2 separate regions of the Nothobranchius furzeri genome follow, and region 2 is linked to region 1. A link is a contact called in public Micro-C data. All regions are on one chromosome and are shown on one strand. The core of a region is the stretch at or near the end of the contact, and the rest is flanking DNA. Distances in the headings are between cores, read along the strand shown. Region 1 overlaps cdc42 (cell division cycle 42). Region 2 holds the start of svbp (small vasohibin binding protein).

What was found. Hi-C and Micro-C count contacts between places; a contact is called where the count stands out from the background.
Region 2: a Micro-C map of tail fin shows a contact between it and region 1, with 9 times the contacts expected there. The contact joins the promoter of svbp here to the enhancer-like site in region 1. A contact is called at or near these places in 2 of 2 Hi-C or Micro-C datasets (skeletal muscle and tail fin).

Annotation. Positions count from the first base shown.
Region 1 is chr3:2,235,838-2,240,349 of NfurGRZ-RIMD1, forward strand. cdc42 (cell division cycle 42) reads left to right here. Exons shown (of 6, transcript XM_015974343.3): 6 at 1-81. Among protein-coding and RNA genes, the nearest start is that of cdc42, 21 kb to the left of the region's middle. Within about 2 kb of position 1,809, at least 1 of the 3 cell types and tissues checked has an H3K27ac peak or open chromatin away from gene starts, as enhancers often do. A contact at or near this core is called in tail fin, where this site is marked.
Region 2 is chr3:2,621,479-2,626,171 of NfurGRZ-RIMD1, forward strand. svbp (small vasohibin binding protein) reads left to right here and starts at 2,792. Exons shown (of 3, transcript XM_015942485.3): 1 at 2,792-2,928; 2 at 3,994-4,118; 3 at 4,198-4,693. The coding sequence starts at 4,005. The coding sequence ends at 4,284.

The sequences.
Region 1 (4,512 bases), core at 559-3,058:
ACACACACACGCACCTGTTCTCCTTTCTCTGCTAAGGCTAGCTGACCACACTGACCTCCACAGTCGAGACTAGACAGACGTGGTCGACCAAGTTTCAGATAGTATCATCAGTAATAAGCTTCAGCCGTCTGTGGGCTTGGACTCCTCCCACCAGCAGGCCCAGTAGGAACATCCTGATCCAGCTGGAACCGACCCGATGGCATCGGCCTAATGCTCAGCTGTGTAGTTGTTTGGACCCCCCCCCCCCCCCCGCGCTTCTGTTCTCTGAGCACACTCACCACCACCGTTAGGTTTGTGTGGTGTCGTGGTGTATTTGCCAACATCCCTGTCTACCTGGACCGCAGACGAGTTGAGTGCACATAGGTGAGTTCAGACAGGATGGTCCAGTCTGGTGGGGGACGCCCCACTGATCCGGTTACCAGCAGGCTGTCCTCGTCTCCTGGTCTGGGAGGCACTGGTGGCTCTGCTGGTCTACCCATCTGCCTTTTGATGCAGGGAACTTAAACAGTGTTAGTAGAACAAGTGGTGTGGTCTCCATGGTTACCGGGACCAAGGATGGTGAACGCTGACATCACCCTCCATGCTGAGCAGACACAGACTGGGGGGGGTGTAGCGGAGCCTTGGTCTCTGGTCTAAATGATGAGTTTAACAGATGTAATTATAATGTTGATGTAGGCTCCAGATGTTTTTACCATTTCCTTTGTTTTTGTTTGTGTTTTTTATTATATATAAAATATATAAATATATAAAAGTTTTCTTTCACACTTTCACATGTAGGGGCTGAAACTCACCTGAGCTCTGACCTGCTAGTTCAAACCAAACATCTGTATGACTACTGGTGGATCAGAGTTGGGTCGGCATCAGGCCAAAGTCCGTAGAGTTATTATTACCTGTTGTTTTGGTGCAGAACCAAATGCTTTGTCTAAAGTCTTTGTATTCATTCTTTTCAGAAATATTAAACTAATACCTTAATTGCCTTTGAAATGGTTCCCTAGTCATGTATGGCTCCTGTGATTAACATAAATCTGATGACCCCGTGTACAGCTGGAGGATGCCTGGGGCCTCGCTCTACCTAAGCTCAGCACTGCTCCTACAAATGTGCTCCGGTGTTTCTGGATCACATCCCGCCTCCTATTCACACCTTCTGCCATAAATGGTCAATGCAAAGCTATATTAGTATTCTGCTAATAAATGAGGCAGCTGAACGGCGGTATTTCATTGGTACCCATGGTGACCAGGACAGCAATTGAAGCTCTGGAGTGCGGCGTGGACAAGGCCATCTTCTTGAGCCCCTATGTGCTAGAATGACCCTTCACAGCACTGTTTCCTCACCTTTTTGACCTCTGAGCCCCCTGAGCCGTTTTCTCGTACCTCGAGTACCTGGTGATGGAGAAACCAAAGCCTTCCACACCGCTGGACCAACATGAAGCTAATGGTTCAGTGTTGTGAACCATTTGAACCCAGTTAAGTGAGTGACACCTGCTGGCCAGACTTCAACCTAGCATCAGCACGGCACACTAAAGGCAAGTGTGTCCAAATCTGTCCGTTGTTGTCTTAAAATCTGAAGGTAGGTGTGTTACAGAGTGGCTGTCCCATCAGAAAATACTACAGCACTTTATTCTCGCCCTGGTCCCCGAAAGGCCTTGAAACGGCCCTGGGTGTGGGACTGAGCTGTGAAGGTTTTACGTGCTTTTTCATTACAAAGTTAAAACCACATAGTGAGATAAATCTATTTGTCTGTCCAGCACCTTCTCTCGGTCCTACAGAAACCTGCTGCCGGCGAGCCCCCGGAGCACAAGACAAGTGGTGCGCCCCGCAGCGCATCAGGCACAAAGACAGCACGAGAGGATGTGAGCCGACACAAATGGTCGCGTGTTAAATACATTTTTTGGGGTGCATGGCGACACTTGAGAATGTTACTGTGGCCGTGCGCGGGACGGAGCTTCCTGGAGCGAAACTACCATCAGCACTCTGCATCCTCTCCACTCAAAACAACCCCCGGGTAATCCACAGAAATACGTAGTACAAGAAAAACCAGGAGCTTTTTCGGCCTCCCCCTGGGTGTTTTAGTTCAGCTCCCCTTAGCTCCCCCTGCAGTTGGAACCCTGAACCACCTCCCTCTGAATTCAAGGCTGCCCCGAAACGTTTGGAAAAGTCACGTGGTCTTCTGCACAAGCAAGGCGTCGACGTCTTTGACAACACTTCTGATTTGAAAGATCGATACAAGAGTCGAGCGTAACCACGAGCACCGCTTCAGTCAGTGCTGGCGATGCCCCAGAAGTACAGCCTACGATCTCCTTACTGCTGAACCACATCTCACTTCCTGTCTGGCTCAGGGTCCAGACTCCATGTGGAAGCTTTCTGGAGCTCTGCATCTGGGTCAGCACCACAGCTAGTTTCATTGGTCTCTGTGATTTCTGATCCGTGTTAAACTGGATCTTATCCATTCTGCATTCAGTGTGAACGAAGCTTCAGGCCCTCTCAGAAGCAGCTGCAGCCCTGCTCCGAGTGTTTTAGGTGTTTCCCTGCTGCCATACACCTGATCTAAATGAACGCGGGATTAACAGGTTTCTGCAGCATGTGATGTCATCGTAAGAAGGTAATGAAACGTGAATCAGGCGGGCTGAAGCAGAGGCAACCCATGATAAAAGCCGGTTAATTATTTATTTGGTTAGGACGACCATGTGACCTAAGATCTATATAACAATATATTATGTTCTATTTATGTCAAAAAGACTTTTCGTACATTCTCATACACCAGATGAAATTCAGAAGGACAAATGTTCTAAAAATGAACATTTAACGTTCTAAACTCATTTAAGCACAAACCTTTGATGTTGTTTTATGTTGTGTTCATTCTCCACACAAAGCAACACAAATGAATAAAGATGAAGATATTTAAATGCTAAATGTGATGTAAAAACAATTCTTTCTACTTTACTGATTCAGTTAATCACTTTTCATGTTTTTCAATTCCTCAGAAGTTAAAGGTGGAAAACGGTTGTACCAGAGGAAACACTGTCCTGGTGGAAGCTGAGACTCCAGAACGTTTCCTCCTCAGTCAGGCCCATCACGTCTTTTAGATCCAGTTCCTACTTCAGTTTTAGCCATTTTATGTATATTTTAGATATGAGATTTTAACCGTGATCTTCCTGCCGCCTTTAAAGGGGCGGTGGTGATGCTCCTGTTGAAGAAGAGCAATTTAGATTTTAGCGATTTTAACAACTTCAGACCAACATCTAATTTAGCGTTCTTAAGTAAAATTTTAGAAAAGCTTGTTTTAATCCAGCTTAATGATTTTATTAATGCACATACTGTCCTTGAGTTATTTCAGTCTGGTATTAGAGTAAACCACGGCACTGAGACGGTGTAGCCCTTTGAGGAGTTTGAAATGATCTAAGAATAAATCACGAACAGAAGGTGGTAGTTCTGTTCTTCTGGATCTAAGCGCTGCCTTTCATACAGTGGACCACAACGTTAAACACATCGGCCTCTCTGGTGCCGTCCATAAATGGCTTATTTCTTTTTATGGTAAGTCTAGATACCTTCTGTTCTAAGACCTGTGAGATTACATGTGGTGTGCCCCAGGGTTTGATTTTAGGCCCAGTGGTTTTTAATCTCTATGCTTCCACTTGGTGGTGTCTTCGGGCGACAGAGTGTTTCACAGTTATGCAGATGATACACAGTTGTACATCTCTGTGTCTCCCGATGACGTACTATCATTGGATGCCCTTTTTAACTGCATGTCAGATGTTGAATCCTGGATGACAGAAAACTTTCTCCAGCTCAACCGGGACAAAACTGAAGTTTTAGTCACTGGTCCTGAGACCCAGAGAGAGAAACTTCTACCTAAGCTACAGTCACTAGCTCTTAATCCATCTTCTCAAGTGAAGAACCTGGGCGTGATTTTTTACTCTGAGCTAACTTTTGTCCCCACATTAAGAACATCATAAAAAATAGGTTGTTATCACCTGAAGAACATCACCAAAGTCCGCCCATTCCTCTCTTGGGCCGATACAGAGACGCTGATGCCCGCCTTTATCACCAGTAGAATAGACTACTGTAATGCCCTGCTTTCTGGTCTTCCCAAAGAGAGTACCTCAGGTTTACAACTTATTCAGAATTCAGCAGCAGCTCATGTCCTAAAAAAGACCAGGAGGCAGGAGCATTGCACCCGTCTTAAGCAAGATGCATTTGCTTCCTGTACATTTCAGCATCGACTTTAAGGTTCTTTTAATGATTTTTAAATGTCTTCATGGTCTTGGGCCTTCTTATCTCTCAGATCTATTTCTGAGAAACGAGCCTTCATGGTCCCTGTGCTCTGGCAGCCATCTCCTCATCATACCAAAAGTCAGGACACACTCCCAAGGTGAGGCGTCCTTCCAGATATCTTGGCCCCGCCCCGGTTGCTTAGGAGATACGTCATCAGGAACCGCCAAGGCGTGTTCCAGTGTTCATGTTCTACCGAGGCGTGTGTTCTCCGTTTATTAGCCGTTTAGCTAGCTGAGCAAG
Region 2 (4,693 bases), core at 1,542-4,041, 390 kb after region 1:
GGAAGACCAGCCCTACCACTCTGAAGAACGCTGGCGTGCGTAGGGGGTTTTACCTCCATCAAAAAGCTCCAGGAAACAGCGGCTTCCGTGAAAAACAGGACAGGGCAGAACAGCAGGAGAGGAGAATGACCCCGACCACCCCGAGAACAGATAGGATGCGCCAGGATCTCCCAGAGGGCTCGACCACCCCGAGAACAGGTAGGATGCGCCGAAAAACAAACTCCAGGCCGGAATCTCCCTCCGCTGAAACGGGAGAAAAAGAAAAAAATAATCCTCCAGAACAGAATGTAACGCTCACCACAGGTCCAGGTTGGTCGGATCATTCTGTCATGTTGGGCGGAGTGGAGATGGTAGACCATGTGTGGTGGAGAGTTCAGGAGGCAGGAGAGCAGGCACGGATGAAAAAATAAAAATGGTTTTAATGGTGGAACGGGAGCGACAGGACAAAACAAGCACATGCACATACAATGATCCGACGAAGACTGGTACAAGACGGGAGGTATAAATACACAGGGAAAATTAGGAACACATGGGCAGGTTAACGAGGGGCAGGTGAGAACAAAAAGGACTAAACAGGGCAGGAGAGAGACACAGTCAGGAAGGCAGGGGCGGATTGTGACAATGTATTATAATTAACTTAGAAAAATAAACTTCTTTTTAATTATATACTTGACTCTGCCTGAATTAACCCTTTGATGCATAATGGTCACTAGAGCCCTGCACTGAAGCCCGGCCCGAGGGCCAACAACTGTGTAATTACCTCGGACACGGGCCGGGCGCCTTCATTTTAATTCAAATTCATAAAAAAAAACTGAAACACTTGAACGCAGCAGCACCTGCCTGCTTCTCACGCACCGTTAGCTCAGTTATGGTGTGTGTGGTTTATAAATGCGCCGATATAAATGATTATCAAACTGCTGATTGAAACGTGTGCCCCTGTTCTAATACGCCATTTTATGTCCACTTTGATGTCAGAAACATTCGTTTATCCTCATGAAAACGGCAGCAGTTTTTCTGTGAATAAATTTGCTCTGCAGTAAAAAATACAGCATTCATTGCTGGCTTATTTCTAACTGGAGAGCGCATTTTCAGAGCAGCAGATTAAATTTACAAACGCTAATTGGGGGGCGTTTATTTAATCTGCCGCTCTGAAAATGCGCGCTGCAGTTAAAAAAATTAGAATGCTGCTTTTTTTTCTAACAGCACAAGAGCGCGTTTTCAGAGCAGATTAAATTTACAAACGCATCCAATTAATATAGTGTTCGTAAATTTCATCTGCCGCTTGAAAAATACGCTCTGTTAGAAAAAAAAAGCTGCATTGATGCTGTTTTTCTGTCTTTTCTTTTTTTTTTTTACTGCAGAACGCTTCTCACAGATAATTAGAACGCAGAGCATCCTATCACACTAAAACATTATGAAAGGTTAAAAAAAAGTCGGGCTCGGGTCGGGCCAGAGAATCCTGAAATCCTTATTGGACCGGGTCGGGCTGGGACTCCACCCTCTCGGGCCGGGCCGGACACGGGCTCAGATTTTAGGCCCGTGCAGGGCTCTAATGGTCACTACAGTGGACAGGTACTCAAAATTGTTATTTATTTATTTTTGCTATTAAGCACGGCTGTTGAAGACTTTATTGCACATGAGCCCCTCCAATTGGACTTCAGTAAGGCAAGCCAACATACTTCATGTTCAGAATGCACGCTGTCCACCGAGGTGGACATGTAATAAATTATTTGTAAATTATTATATGTTATAAAAAATATTTGTTGAAATTCGTTTCATTCACACCTAAAGATGAATGAAAAAAATTGTTTAAAAAATCATGGTTGAAGATTTCATAATTCATGCATCAAAGGGTTAATACAAAGTGTGTTTATGGTCCCTGAACAAGCAAAGAATCCTAAACTCTACTGGTCAAACATTCAAAGATCAATCAATCTTTGAATTGTGTCTACAAAATGCAAGTTGAGATGAACACAAACTTCGGAGCTACTCTGTAATGTCATTCTGCTAACAAATTTTGAAATGTAGTCGCTTTTGTTCGTTTTGCAAAGGTTCAATAAAAGTTCTTTTAAAAAAATCTACGTTCTCCTATACTGCCCCCTAGTGGTAGACACCACACAGTTCTTGCTCTGACCATCCTGAAACATCTGTCCATCTGTTTTGGCACTGGACCATTGTCCAGTTCTTCCAGTGTCATATTTGTTGTTTGATCTTGAAACAAACTGCAGCAGATTTTCATGTTTGGCCTTACAGAAAACTGTACGGATGTGCAAAAGAAATCTGATTAGATATAGCTAAATAATCGATCTGATTATTTCCATGGCCAAGTTTTATTTTCATAAATATACATTTAGAGGCACTTAACCATGCATCATTGATTTTGAAAACGACAGCACATTAAATGTTTTCAGTGATCAGAACCCCCTAAAATCAAATCTAGGTCGAACAGGTTTAATCTTTTTCTGTAATCTTACATCGCTCCCTAGCGTTTGGACAAACCTACTTTAAATTGATCCTTTTGTAAAATCAAAAAGTTGCAAATTTTAGTATATTTAGTGAGTCTTTTTACTTTGTTTATTCTATTTTACTGTTTTCACTAAGTAGATCACCATCGTTCTGAATGTCACCAAAGATGAAAATTACGATTCTATCATTCCTTGTTTTTTGATGATGTGTGCAGATTTGCTGTTTCGAATGTCCTTTGCTTGATATAAAAATATTTGGAAATACAAAAAGAATGTTTTATTTCCCGGAAGTGACGTTGATTTCCAACGTTTTTGACAGGGGACACGTTTCATAGCAACACCGGAACTGTTGGCTACAGCTCCAGTTGTGAACCCGGATTTGTTTACCAGTGACACCGTCCTAGCTAGCAAGTGGCTACATGAAGATTCCCCTGACTTCGCTGTTTTGTTGTTATCAACGTGGGTAAGGACGCTGCTATCAGAATGTTGCAGTGTTAAAACACCGTCTTTCGTGTTTTTGTGTATTTGCTTATTAAATGAGACAAACAACGTGTTCTCCTGTAGACGGTAACGATGTTGTTTAAATTGCTGAGCTTACTTTGAATGTCTGGATGTTGAAACTCGAAATGTTAAATGACATCCAGGCTTATGTTTAATTATATGGATAATTAAACACCCGTTAAATCTGTTTTGGTCACATCAGGCCTGAAGCTGTTAGCTGCTGGGGCTGTTTCTGATGTTTAAAACTAGCCGTTTTAGCCCAATCCGGCAGGTGTTACAGCAAAATCTGTGATCTAGCGTAATCTGTGACTGTGGGGGGCGCTATTGTCTGCTTCTCATTTTCTGAGTCTTACAACGGCAGAAGAAGAAGAGCGCTTACGTAAACTGCGTAATTGTTCCAGCGGAGATTTGGGGTTTCACGGTTTCTTCTAGCGTTTGATTAACGTCGCAGTGACTGAAAATGTAATTTATGTTGAATACAAAAATATATGCTGGACTTTCTAAAGGCTGGCGGGTGTTGTTGGACGTTCTAAGCGTCCCTGCAGCAGCCTGGACTCACTGTTCGTTTTTATAGGTAGAAACTTCTGTCACCCAGGTGTAAATCCATAATATTCATGTAAAAGTTGAATAAAACGGTTTAATTTGGTTCCTCTGTCTCCTAAATAGAGTCTTGACATGTATAACAAGCTGGTCACCATTTTTATAGGTAGAAAATTATGTTACCCTGGTGTAAATCCATAATAATCATATATTAGTTGAATAAAACTGTTTAATGTGGTTCTCCTGTCTCCTAAATAGAGTCTGGCCTCCTTTGACTCAACTTAAGATCCTCCTAGAAAAAAATAACTTGCTGGTTACCATTTATTCTAGCTAAAAATTGCTGTGACCTTACTGTAAATCCATGTTATTTATCATCCTTCTCTATGGTTATTTGTGTGTGTGCATGCACAACAGCATGATAAGAACAAAAATAAACTTTATTCATCCTTTTAAGGTCAATAGTGACACCGGCTTCTTGTCTGATCAGGACCCGCTAGAATGGAACCTGCCTGCCGTAAGGACAAACCGAAGCTGAACACCACCCCGACCAGAGGGGACCGGGTCAAGCAGAAATCTGCACAACAGGAGCTCAAACAGAGACAGAGAGCAGAGGTGATCACAGCTCTTCTTCTTCCCAGCATCACGAATCTTCAGCAGCGTTAATAACCATACCTCTGTCTCTCCCTCCCAGATTTATGCTCTAAACAAGGTGATGACTGAGTTGGAACAGCAGCAGTTTGAGGCGTTTTGTAAGCAGATGCAGTCACAAGCAGAATGATGTCACATCGTTTCATTCTCCAGGTTTTATCTGCTCTAGCATCGGTTCACTTCTTCTCTGTGATGGACAGCAAACCAGTCACTTAAACTGGGACAGGATGGTGGTAAAAACCCTCAACTGTCGGTCTTCGTTTTACAGACACTAGTTTTTCAGGCCTGTAAGAATCTGTTTACTGTGGACACATCTTTTATGATCTGATCTCAGTCCGATCTGAGAACCAGAAAGTTGCTGATGTCGGTGATTTGAGTGGCTCAGAGCTTTCTGCTGGTTCCTGTTGGATGTGCTGTACATGAGCTTTCTTCATGTCTACAGCCTGATCAGCCACCATTGGTTTTCTCTTTACAAGGTATTTTCTGGTTGGCAGTCCTCAGCCCTGGCATTCAGCTCATTTTGTTTACATGTTGTAAAA